2 separate regions of the Rattus norvegicus genome follow, and region 2 is linked to region 1. Evidence: chromatin contacts called from public Hi-C data. All regions are on one chromosome and are shown on one strand. The core of a region is the stretch at or near the end of the contact, and the rest is flanking DNA. Distances in the headings are between cores, read along the strand shown.

Region 1 (5,023 bases), core at 1,080-3,579:
CAGTTACCACACACATTCCGCCCATGCTAACCAAGCTCAGGGCCCTGGGTGTGCCAAGAGGGACACAGGAGGCCATCTTGCTCCAGAACAACAACAGGACCAGGTTGAAAATCAGCCTGGTAGTGAGACCACCTGCCCATGTTCTTTCTTTCTCTGCATATTGGCTTGGGAGTGACTTGGGGAAGGGACAAGCCATGCTGCCAAACAGGTCCTGGAAATGTCACCTGACAATGCCTCAGACTGGCCGTCATGGAGAAGGATGGGGGCTGCTCAGGGAAGGTTCTGCACAGAGGGCTGGCATGGGCAAAGGTCCTAAGGCTGCACAGAGACCACTTGAAGCTGAGCCAGGAGTGGCACAGCATAGTGCGGCGAATTCCCCCTAGCTGGGGCTGTTGCCTCTCTCTCTGTCTACAGGAGAAAAAGTAAACACCCAGAGTGGTTAAGTGACCGTTCCAAGGTCATCCAGCTTGTGCACAGCACTCCCAACTCCACACTTGATCTGACTCCAGTTCTTGGCCTTGGCTTGATGGTGCTGGATCCTGTGGTCACTAGGCCAGAGTGGGCAGTGGTGGAGTCCAGGGGACACTGCTACCATGCATGACCATTGGGATAAACCGGGATTTTTGCCTCTCCTGGTGATGCAACTTATCCCCCACCCCTACCCCTGTGCCTCAGCTTCCCCGAGGGTGGAAGGAGATGATACTGGGCGATGAGAAGCCTGAAGTGGTTAGTCTGCAAAAAGTCCTAGGACCTCAGTAAGTGCCTACTGTGTGCAGGCTGAAGCTCTTGCTTGGTTGTTCCAAGTTGAGGGCCTGCCTATGTGTGCATCGTCTTTGGGCACCCGGTGTCCCTTGGCTCCTGTGTGTCTCTTACTCATCTGCGCAGAGTGGACAGTTTCTCAGCCCAATAGTAGTGCCTGACCTAAAGTCCCAGTGGTGGCCATTGTGGGTCCCCAGTAAGGGCCACTGGGGAGCCAGGGAGTCACTGTAGTCCAGGGCTCGGAAGCTGGAGAGAGGAGGACAAGTGTGTAACTTCCTTACCAGTGTGCCACATGGCCCCAACACAGGACAAAGGGACTGAGTATGTGGCAAAGATTCTCACAGGCCTGTGCAGTTGACAGTGGGACATCAGATGACTGACCTGGGCTTTTGTAGTCAGCTGGGATCGATTAGGAACTCAGAGAAGAGCTGGTGGGGGTGGGACTGGGGGTGGGGGCTCCATATTAGGAAACCTCTCCTCTCGGTTCTGTTAGAATCCATCAGAACAAACCCATTAGTTTATCTTGTTCACTAAGTTCAGCTTTAGTTTTTGGTTTTTGTTTCTTTTTTTTTCTTTTTTTTTTTTTTTTAGACAGTCTCACATTGTAGCCCAGGATAGCCTGGAAGTCTCAGAGATCCTCCCAACTACAGGCAGGAGCCATCATGCCCGACATTTCTACTTTCTGAAAAAGCAAAAAGTTTGGGGCTGGAGAGCTCAGTGGTTAAGAGCACATGTTGCTCTTGCAGAGGACCTGGGTTCCGGTCCCAGCACCCACATGATGGCTCACAATTACCTATAACTCCAGTTCCTGGGGACTCATTTCCTTTCTGGCCTCCACGGACACTGGTGCATGGTACACAGACAGGCACTCAGGTAAAGCACTCAGGCACGTGAAAGAAAAGGAAATAAAAATCTAAAACTTTTTTTTTTCCTTTTTTGAAACAGGGTTTCTCTGTGTAGCCCTGGTAGTCCTAGAACTTGATTTGTAGGCCAGGCTGGCCTCGAACTGGCAGAGATTCACCTGCCTCTGCTTCCCAAGTTAAAAGCATGTACTACCACCCCGCCTGGTAGTCAGAAAAAAAATTAAAAAGCAAAAGTTTTTGTTGGTGTCACACAAGTCCCCTTTCCAAATTGTCTGAGAGCCTGCAGAGGTCCTGAGTCAAGTCCGGTGTCTTTCCTGCCTTGGAACCTAAAGTCCGAGGAACACTTCAGACAGCCCCTGGCCCCGGTGGAGCCGGCTCTGCTCTTCCTTACAAGCAGTCCCAGCTCTACCACTCGGGCCTCAGGCTGATACAGCTGCGTCACCCGGTGTCCCCTGAGCCAGCACAAGTACAAACATGGAGGGCTATGGAGATTGGGGTTCACAGAGACAAGAGAAATGAACCCCCCATGAAAGCACCAGGAGATAAGCCAGCACAGAGAGCGAGCTCAGGATGGGAGTTTGGGGCCATGGGGACGCTGACCCAATCTGTCACTTGTCACGTGGGACCATGACTGTTCTGAAGATCGCTCCTGCATACTGCATACAGGTCCAGGCCCTGTGTTCTCAGTTGTTAGAAATGCTATGGTGCCCCTGATGGCCAAAAAGGAAAGTGCTCCCGTGAACCCCTTTGCAAACCTCCAGCCTCAGGCCAGGCACCGTCAAGGTGAGTGGTGGGACTGGGTCACAGATCCCTGTAGAAGGGACAGATTACTTCCTTCCCTTCTGTGAGGTGCCAGGCAGGCCCTAAACTGGCTGATGTCGGCAAGGCTGCCGCCCACAATAGGAGGAAGTGGGTAGGTGCCCAGGACAGCGCCAGCAGACATGCCCTGGGGCGGCCCAGTCGAGGATGACGTGTGTATCATGCACCGTTGTAGGGAGCCGGGCTGAGTGCAAAGGTCAGGTCAAAGATGCACCGGGGTCAGGGTGGGCGCCAGTGAGGTGCCCTGTCACTAGTTCTCAGGGTCACTCACGGGAGGGGGAGGAGGGAGCAGTGCCCTGCAGAAGACAGGCAGACATCTCAGGAGGTGTGGCTGGGGAGAATGGGGGACGTGGTATCGCTCGCTCGTGTGCGTGTGTGCGTGTGTGCGTGTGTGTGTACACTCAGTCAAAGGCACAGGAGGATCGTTGAGTGTGCCTACATGTTTGGGCATGAGGCCTTATTTGCTGAGGCGTGTTCGTGAGAAACTGGGTGTGTTTGTTTAATTGTGTGTGAATGTGAGTTCAGGTCTGGAGTTCTGGGTGGGAAAGGGAGTGTATGGGGACAGCATGTGTGTCCCTGCCTGGGGGTCTGCGTGTGCAGCTGCTCCTGCCCAGGCATGACCTGGACAGGCAACCAGGTGATTACACCAAACAGCGCCCCATCCAGAAGGGCCCAGGAAGTGGGAGCGGCCAACAGCCTATTGGAGCGCAGGTGACAGATGCTGATACTGGGTTGCCCTAATAACAGTGGCGACCCTGCTACTGTCCCACCAGCAGCTTCTACAAGAACTCAATCCTGGGGCGGTTGGTAGCGACTCTTGATTCAGTGGTAACAGCAATATTCATCCATGCCTTCATGTATTCACACACTCCCTCATTTGTCCACTTGTTCATTCATTTATTCACTCATTCATTTAAACACTTTCATTTGTTCATTCATTCACACACTCATTCGTTCATGCACTCATTCATTTGTTCACTCATGCATTCATTCACACACTTTCATTTGTTCGCTCATTCATTCATTCACACGCTCATTCATTCATGCACTCATTCATTTGTTCACTCACTCATTCATTTGTAACTCATTCATTCGTTCATGCACTCATTCATTTGTCCACCCATTCTTTCATTTTTGCTCTCCCCTCATTCGTGCACTCACTAACACATTCAGTGACTCAAACAGTCCTTTATTCACATTCATCTACGAGCTTACTTACTAGCTTGCTAATTAGCTAATTCACACATTCATTCAATCATTCATTTCTACATGCGTCCGCTAACATTTTTTCTCTTATCCATTCACGAATTCATTTGCCCACTCGCCCATTCACCACTACTTAAAAAGATGGATGCTCTTACATTCTCAGCGGTTCGTGATGCCAGGGCTGCAGCCCAGAGTGAGATGGACAGAAGTCCCTCTGACAGGACACTCACATGCCGCAGGGCCCTCGTGGGACCTCAGCATGGCACAGGGTTGTCTGGTGGTAAAGTCAAAGGGGAGCTGAGAACAGCAGGTGGGTCTCTGCGCTCATGAGGACTGGGCAGCCATGATTGTAACGTGACACCAACACTTAAGCAAAGGCTGAAGGTGTTAGGGAGCCAAGTGTATCCTAGGGAGAGTATCCTAGCCAAGATCAAAGCAAGCGCAAAGGTCCTGTGGTGAGCCCAGGTTTGTAGTTCAAGAAGAAACAAGTCCAGTGCAGAAGAGGAAGTAAATGGTGTGGCTGGGAGGACTGGACACATGATATTGAGGATTTGAAGACCCACAGTAACTGAGGTGCGGAGGGTGAGGCTGGAGGGGCAGGGGGGTTCTTTGGTTCACCTGCTAGGCAAAGCAGCTGCGTCACTCTACAGCTGTGTCCCAGCCACCCGCCAAGAATCTGGCTTCTTGGCAACTCTCAGCAAAGCCCCAGCAGAGCCAGGCTGGCTGTGGGAGCTTCTTGGCCTTTAGGGTCCTTCAGGGTCCCCCTGTCCTGAAGAGATAGGAGGAGGAGGGTGCTGCCCCAGTGAAGGGATCCTTACAGTCGAGGCTCCACAGACCTCGTGTGCGGCCCTAGATAACAATGAAGCTTCTCCCTCCTCCCGTTTATGAGCTGCGAAGGAGCTTGTCCGCTTGCACAATCGCCCCTTAATTGCCGTTTCCTCTCGGTTATGTCATGGATCGGCCACTCACGTTATTAAACTTCCCGGCCTTATCGTCTGGAGCAAGGCCAGCTGCCGGCCTGACCTAGTTTCTCACCCGGTTTCAAAGCCCTCCCTTGGCCTTAGGACTTTTCCTAAGGAGAGGGCTCTGCCCAGCTCCACTGCTAAAAATAAATCAGACCAAGGAGGGGGGCTTTTAAGGGCCCCACGGAAGTCCAGAGGCCAGAGCCAGTGGCCCTGGGGTGATGACTGCACCCTCCCAACCTAGAGGCTTCCTCTGGAAGCCTGTCTTGTCCTGGAGACCCAGGGTTCCCACACAGACAGGCTGTGGCATAAGGGAAACCCAGCTCCCTCCTTTTTTGCTTGTGGGTACAGAGATTGACTTTGAAGAAGAGGAACCCAGGTCTGAAGTGAAGCCTGTCTTTGCCTCTGGCCACT
Region 2 (5,023 bases), core at 873-3,372, 66 kb after region 1:
TTATACTATCTCCTCCTCCCCTCTCCCCCTCACCCCTTGGAGCCAAGGATCTCTTCTATGAAGCCCAAGCTGGTCTTCAACTCTTGATCCTCCTGCTCCTCCTGCCTCAACCTCCTAGAGATTTTTAAATCAAAATAATAATAACTTTCAAGGTGTAGTTAAATGATTAAAAAAACAAACTTTTGAAGTCTCCTGGTGTTTTTTGTTGTTGTTGTTTTGTTGGGGTTTTTTTTTTTTGTTGGTTTTTTTTTTTTTTTTTTTTTTTTTTTTTTTTTTTTTTTGGCCTGCCTAGCGTCTGTCTGAGGCGGAGTGCCTATCAAAAATAACATGGCCACTACTGTCTCCTGCTGGGTATCAGAACTCAGTCCGAGGTGGGACTCTTTCTCCCATTTACTAGCTGGGACCCCTGAGGCTCCGCAACTCTCTCAGCCTCATTTCCCCTCTATAGGACGCAAGGCATGCAGAAACGCTGGGCGTCTCGTGGGCAGCAATGCCTTGGGAGCAACTCACCTGGGCTCCCACCCGGGGAAACTTGGTTCAAACAGCGGCCCGGAGCAGGTTGCAGTGCCAAAGCCCCGGCTCCCCTGTACCCACCGGCTGCCCGCCGCGCTTTCCGACCGCTGGGAGAGGGCGACACCTGGCGGGCTCGCCTAGAACTGCTCATGGTCCTCAGTATCGCTGCGCAAATGCCCGCCTGATGTTCACACAGGAACAGCTCCAAGGAACAGAGCGGAAAGATGTCAGGGCACACACCACAGCACACACACACACTCATTGGAACGATGTCAGGGCGACACCACAGCTCACACACACTGGAAAGATGTCAGGGCGCACACCACAGCACACATACACACTCACTGGAACGATGTCAGGGCGCACACCACAGCTCACACACATTCACTCGCACACACGTACACACTCACACATATATACACACACTCACACACATACACACATTACACACCACACACACACACTATTACACCACACATACACACACTCCTCACCACAACACATGCAAACTATACACCACAACACACACACATAACACTACACATATCACACACACACACACACACACACACACACACACACACACACACACACCAGTTAGGGCAGAATTGAGTTCAAATGACTGGGAAGAAGGGCTGAGAAGCTCAAGTGAGGGCCTGATGTCTCCTTCCCCTGCTCACTTCTATTAGGAAATGTCTGAGGTCCACAGGCTTGACAAAGATGGACCCCTGCAAGTGGACAAGGTTGGTCCAATGAAGACATCACACTACAAGAACAGGCCAAGGGCCTGGTCCCATCACAGGCCATGTGGTAGATGGCACGGCATAGGAGATTTTTTACTTGGTGAGCTGAACTTCTGGACAGGAGCGTCTCAAGCCATCCTTGGGTCTGACTTTTCTCTCTGTCTGCTGCTACAATGGCTTGTTGGAGTCGTGGTCCCGAGTCTGCGTTTGAACAGAGGTAGATGACACACAAACAGGAGATGTCGCCATCCCAGGACCAGCCAGCCATACAGCGGGCGTGGGTGCTCTCCTGGGACCCCAGTGCTTCAGAGGCTGAGGCTGAAGGACCAGGAAGGAGTACAAGGACAGCTCCCGTCAACCCTGGAGGGACGGAGTGCTGTCGACAAGCTGTTGGGAATCTGAGGTCTCTTTAGCAAAGCTTCAGCTGGGCTGTACACAGGAGAGGAAGGCAGTTTCCTTTAAAAGCTAAACTCTCGGGCTGAAGAGACCACTCCATAACTAAAACCACTTTTCCTTCTGCCAAGGGACTGGGGTTCAGTTCCCAGCATCCACTTGGCAGCTCACAACCATCTGTAACTGCAGCTCCAGGGTATCTGATTTCCTCCTCTGGTCTCCAAGGGTAACACACACACACACACACACACACACACTCACACACACACTCACACACACACAGTCTAGAAACCAAACTCACTTGGGGCTGGGGAGGTAACTCAGTTGGTAGAAGGCTTGTCCAGGCTAACACGCTCAAAGCCCTAGGTTAGCTGAGGTCCACACTGGCAACACTGAGTCAGGAGACTAGGAGTTCAGCCCCATGTTACCCTTTTAAGAGCATCCAGTGCCGGCCTGAGAGCTTATCTCAAAAATAAATATTTACTTAAGGAAAAGAAAATATGCTTTCAAAAGAAGAACGTGGCCCAGACAGGGCAGCATACGTAGGGAAGGCCGGGATGGGTGGAGAAACTGGACCAGAGTTTTAAGTGTGACCATCGTGACTCCAGGTCGTTGTGGTTCGTGTTGGAATCTGTCAGACCTTGTCCAAATCACAGCATGGACTCTCTGCCTGCCTACCACCTTGTAGCGAGGATTTTCTGTTAAATACTGCCCAGGGCTCTCTCCTGTTAACCTCTTGCATGGCTCCCTTGTGCCCTCAAGGTCAAGTCCATTCTCCTCATCTTGGTCCACAAACCCTACCTTCATCTGGTACAAGCGTTTCTGAGAGAGTCAGAGTCTACAGCCAAAAGCACTCTGAGTCCCCACATGTGGCTTCTTACACAATCAGCAAAATATTAATTAATGTCTACTCTGACCTGATGACAATACCCCAGGGAAGAAGTTTTTAAAAATAAGCGTTGTTGGCTCTAATCTATTACTGTTGATAATGCAGAAGCCCACGTGTGCTTATTACGTTATCCAGCCACACGGCATAGCCCGAGCCAGAGACCAGCCAAGTGGGGCCTCCTGAAGTTGGCAGTCATGGTTAGATTCGATTCTGAAACCATATGGCACGGGGCTCCTCCAGGGGGTGAGGAATGTGTTGTATCCCAGAGTCCAAACTTTGTGCTCTTCTATAATGCCTGGGGGCAGGAGCAGGGGAGATGGCTCAGGCAGTGACTGCCTGAGGGACACGAGAAGCTGAGAACGTGGGTTAAGCATCTACAGCCTAGGAAAGGCCAGGTGAGGAGGCTAGGTCTTGTAGTCCCAGGCCAGGGCGGGTGGAGACAAATGGACGCTATGGCTTTAAGGCCCCAGCCTATCAGAAGTGACAATCTCCTTCGAGAGACCCTGCTTCCAAAAACAAGGTGAGGGAAGGCTGGCAAGATGGTCCCATGGATAAAGACTTTTACCATACAAGTCTGGTACCTAAGCTACGTACCCCAGAACCCACATAATGGTGGAGGAGAGAACAAACTCCACAAAGCTTCCTTCGACATCCACACATGTGCTGTGGCATCCACAGAGACCCCATGACCACGCCTTTCTCTAGACCTCAGGACAGAATTGTTAGAAAGCCCACTGATGGTTGACATTCCCCAGCAGTTCTCGCAACAAGGATTTGCCATGACTAAGGTACGGCTAATGGGATGTGTGTAGAGCCCGGGACCTCAGAACACGTTTATCAGCCTCTGAATCCTTTGAGATACAACCCCCACCATTCCCTTCCCTCCCCAACCCATCCCCCAGTCATCCATCCTGTCTACACAGCTCTGCGCTGTGTCCCGGAGTCTACAAATGAGGTTCTATTCTAATAACTCGGCTCTGAGAACGTTGGTGTACTTGGAAAATTCCGTAACCCTCGCCCAAGGAGATCTCCCATCCCTCTTCTAAACAGGAAGTGGTAGGTGGGTTTGTTTTCCTTTGTCAGTTTAGTCCTGTGGAGAAAAGTCTTAGGGTCATCTAGAGAAAGCCACCAGGCGGGGTCCCCAAGTCTCAGCCGCTTTTCAGAGTCACTGTCTGGCATTACAAGTCCCCAGGGCCCTGCCCAGGCAGACTGGACAGCAGCAGCCACATACGGGCACCTTTGGAAAACAGCTCCTGGGAGTTTAGCCAGTTTTGCAGAACCAGATGGATTCTGGTGAACTGTCATTTTAAAAGCCCTCCCACCAGGCCAGCTGTGCAGCTTTGAGTGGGTTACTTAACCTATCCCTATCAGTACTCGATAAAATAAGGACAACCACAGCGCCTACGTCTGTGGGGAGACTGGCTTATTTCCCACCTTCTCAGGACAGAGAAGATGGGCGAATTTGGGTGACCGTTTGAAAAAGGAGACAAGGACTTCCTGGGGAGCCACTGATCCCCTGTGCTGCATGAGCCCAGATCAGGACGGGATGAGTGGAAGAGGACTGGCGTAGTTCCTCCACACGCACATGAGCATGTGCACAGCGGCGTGTACATAGTTCCTTAACCAGCGTTCTCGAGGCTCCGGCCTACTGGGCCCTCGTAGGAGGATTTGCCCGGTGTGGCTTTCCTAGTTCCGTTTCTGTTACCGAGATAAGGTATCAGAAAGCAACCTGAGGTTCCAAATTACAGCCCATAATATCAGGGCAGTTCCCAGGGCGGGAGCTTGAAGCAGCTAGTCGCATCACAGTCGGGGGCAGAGCAGATGACCGCATGCATGCTGCACGGTTGTTTGCTTGTTTGTGCCCCCGCAGCGGGCTGGGTCTTCCCACGTCGGCGAATGTAATTAACATAGTTAAGGCAGCCCCCACAGACGTGTCCACAGGCCTTCACCATATAGACAGTAAGTACTTCATTCACTGTGGTTCTCTTCCCAGAGGATCGTGGGTTGTGGTACGATACTCTGCTTCATGTGGTGGCTAAATCCTCCGGAGTGCCCAAAGCCTGAAAGTGGGCAAGCAAAGAAAACCCACGAGGAGAGGCTGCAGCCATGCAGACGCTTCGAGGGCAAGGAGGTAGGGTCACCCACGTTCCTGTAAGAAACTCTCACCCATGCTCTGGAAGGAGTCACTCACATTCCTGTAAAAGTCCCTCGCCCCAGCACCCGGCAGTTCACCAAGATAGACTTGGATAGATTGGTTCTTGGTCTGCCCCCCTTACCCTATTAGGGTAGCCCCAATTATCTTCTCCCTAGGGACAGCTTTGCTCGGGGGTGGGGAGTGGGGTGGGGAGAAGTAGGGGGATCTGTAAACAAAACAATCAAATTTAAAAACAAAATGTTTAACAGGAAAGAAAAAACTTCCGAAATGAGAAACATTTCACAACTAATAAAGGAGAGAGGATACCACACCTTCTGATGCACGAAATCC

What was found. A called contact is a pair of places that touch in the nucleus more often than the background predicts.
Region 2: a contact with region 1 is called in a Hi-C map of hepatocytes, with 2.7 times the contacts expected there. The contact joins two enhancer-like sites. A contact is called at or near these places in 9 of 12 Hi-C or Micro-C datasets (frontal cortex, hepatocytes, kidney and 4 more).

What each region holds. Positions count from the first base shown.
Region 1 is chr3:176,956,747-176,961,769 of GRCr8, forward strand. No RefSeq gene overlaps it. Among named protein-coding and RNA genes, the nearest start is that of Ptpn1, 98 kb to the right of the region's middle. Within about 2 kb of position 2,330, at least 19 of the 93 cell types and tissues checked have an H3K27ac peak or open chromatin away from gene starts, as enhancers often do. A contact at or near this core is called in hepatocytes, where this site is marked.
Region 2 is chr3:177,023,114-177,028,136 of GRCr8, forward strand. No RefSeq gene overlaps it. Among named protein-coding and RNA genes, the nearest start is that of Ptpn1, 32 kb to the right of the region's middle. Within about 2 kb of position 2,123, at least 4 of the 93 cell types and tissues checked have an H3K27ac peak or open chromatin away from gene starts, as enhancers often do. A contact at or near this core is called in hepatocytes, where this site is marked.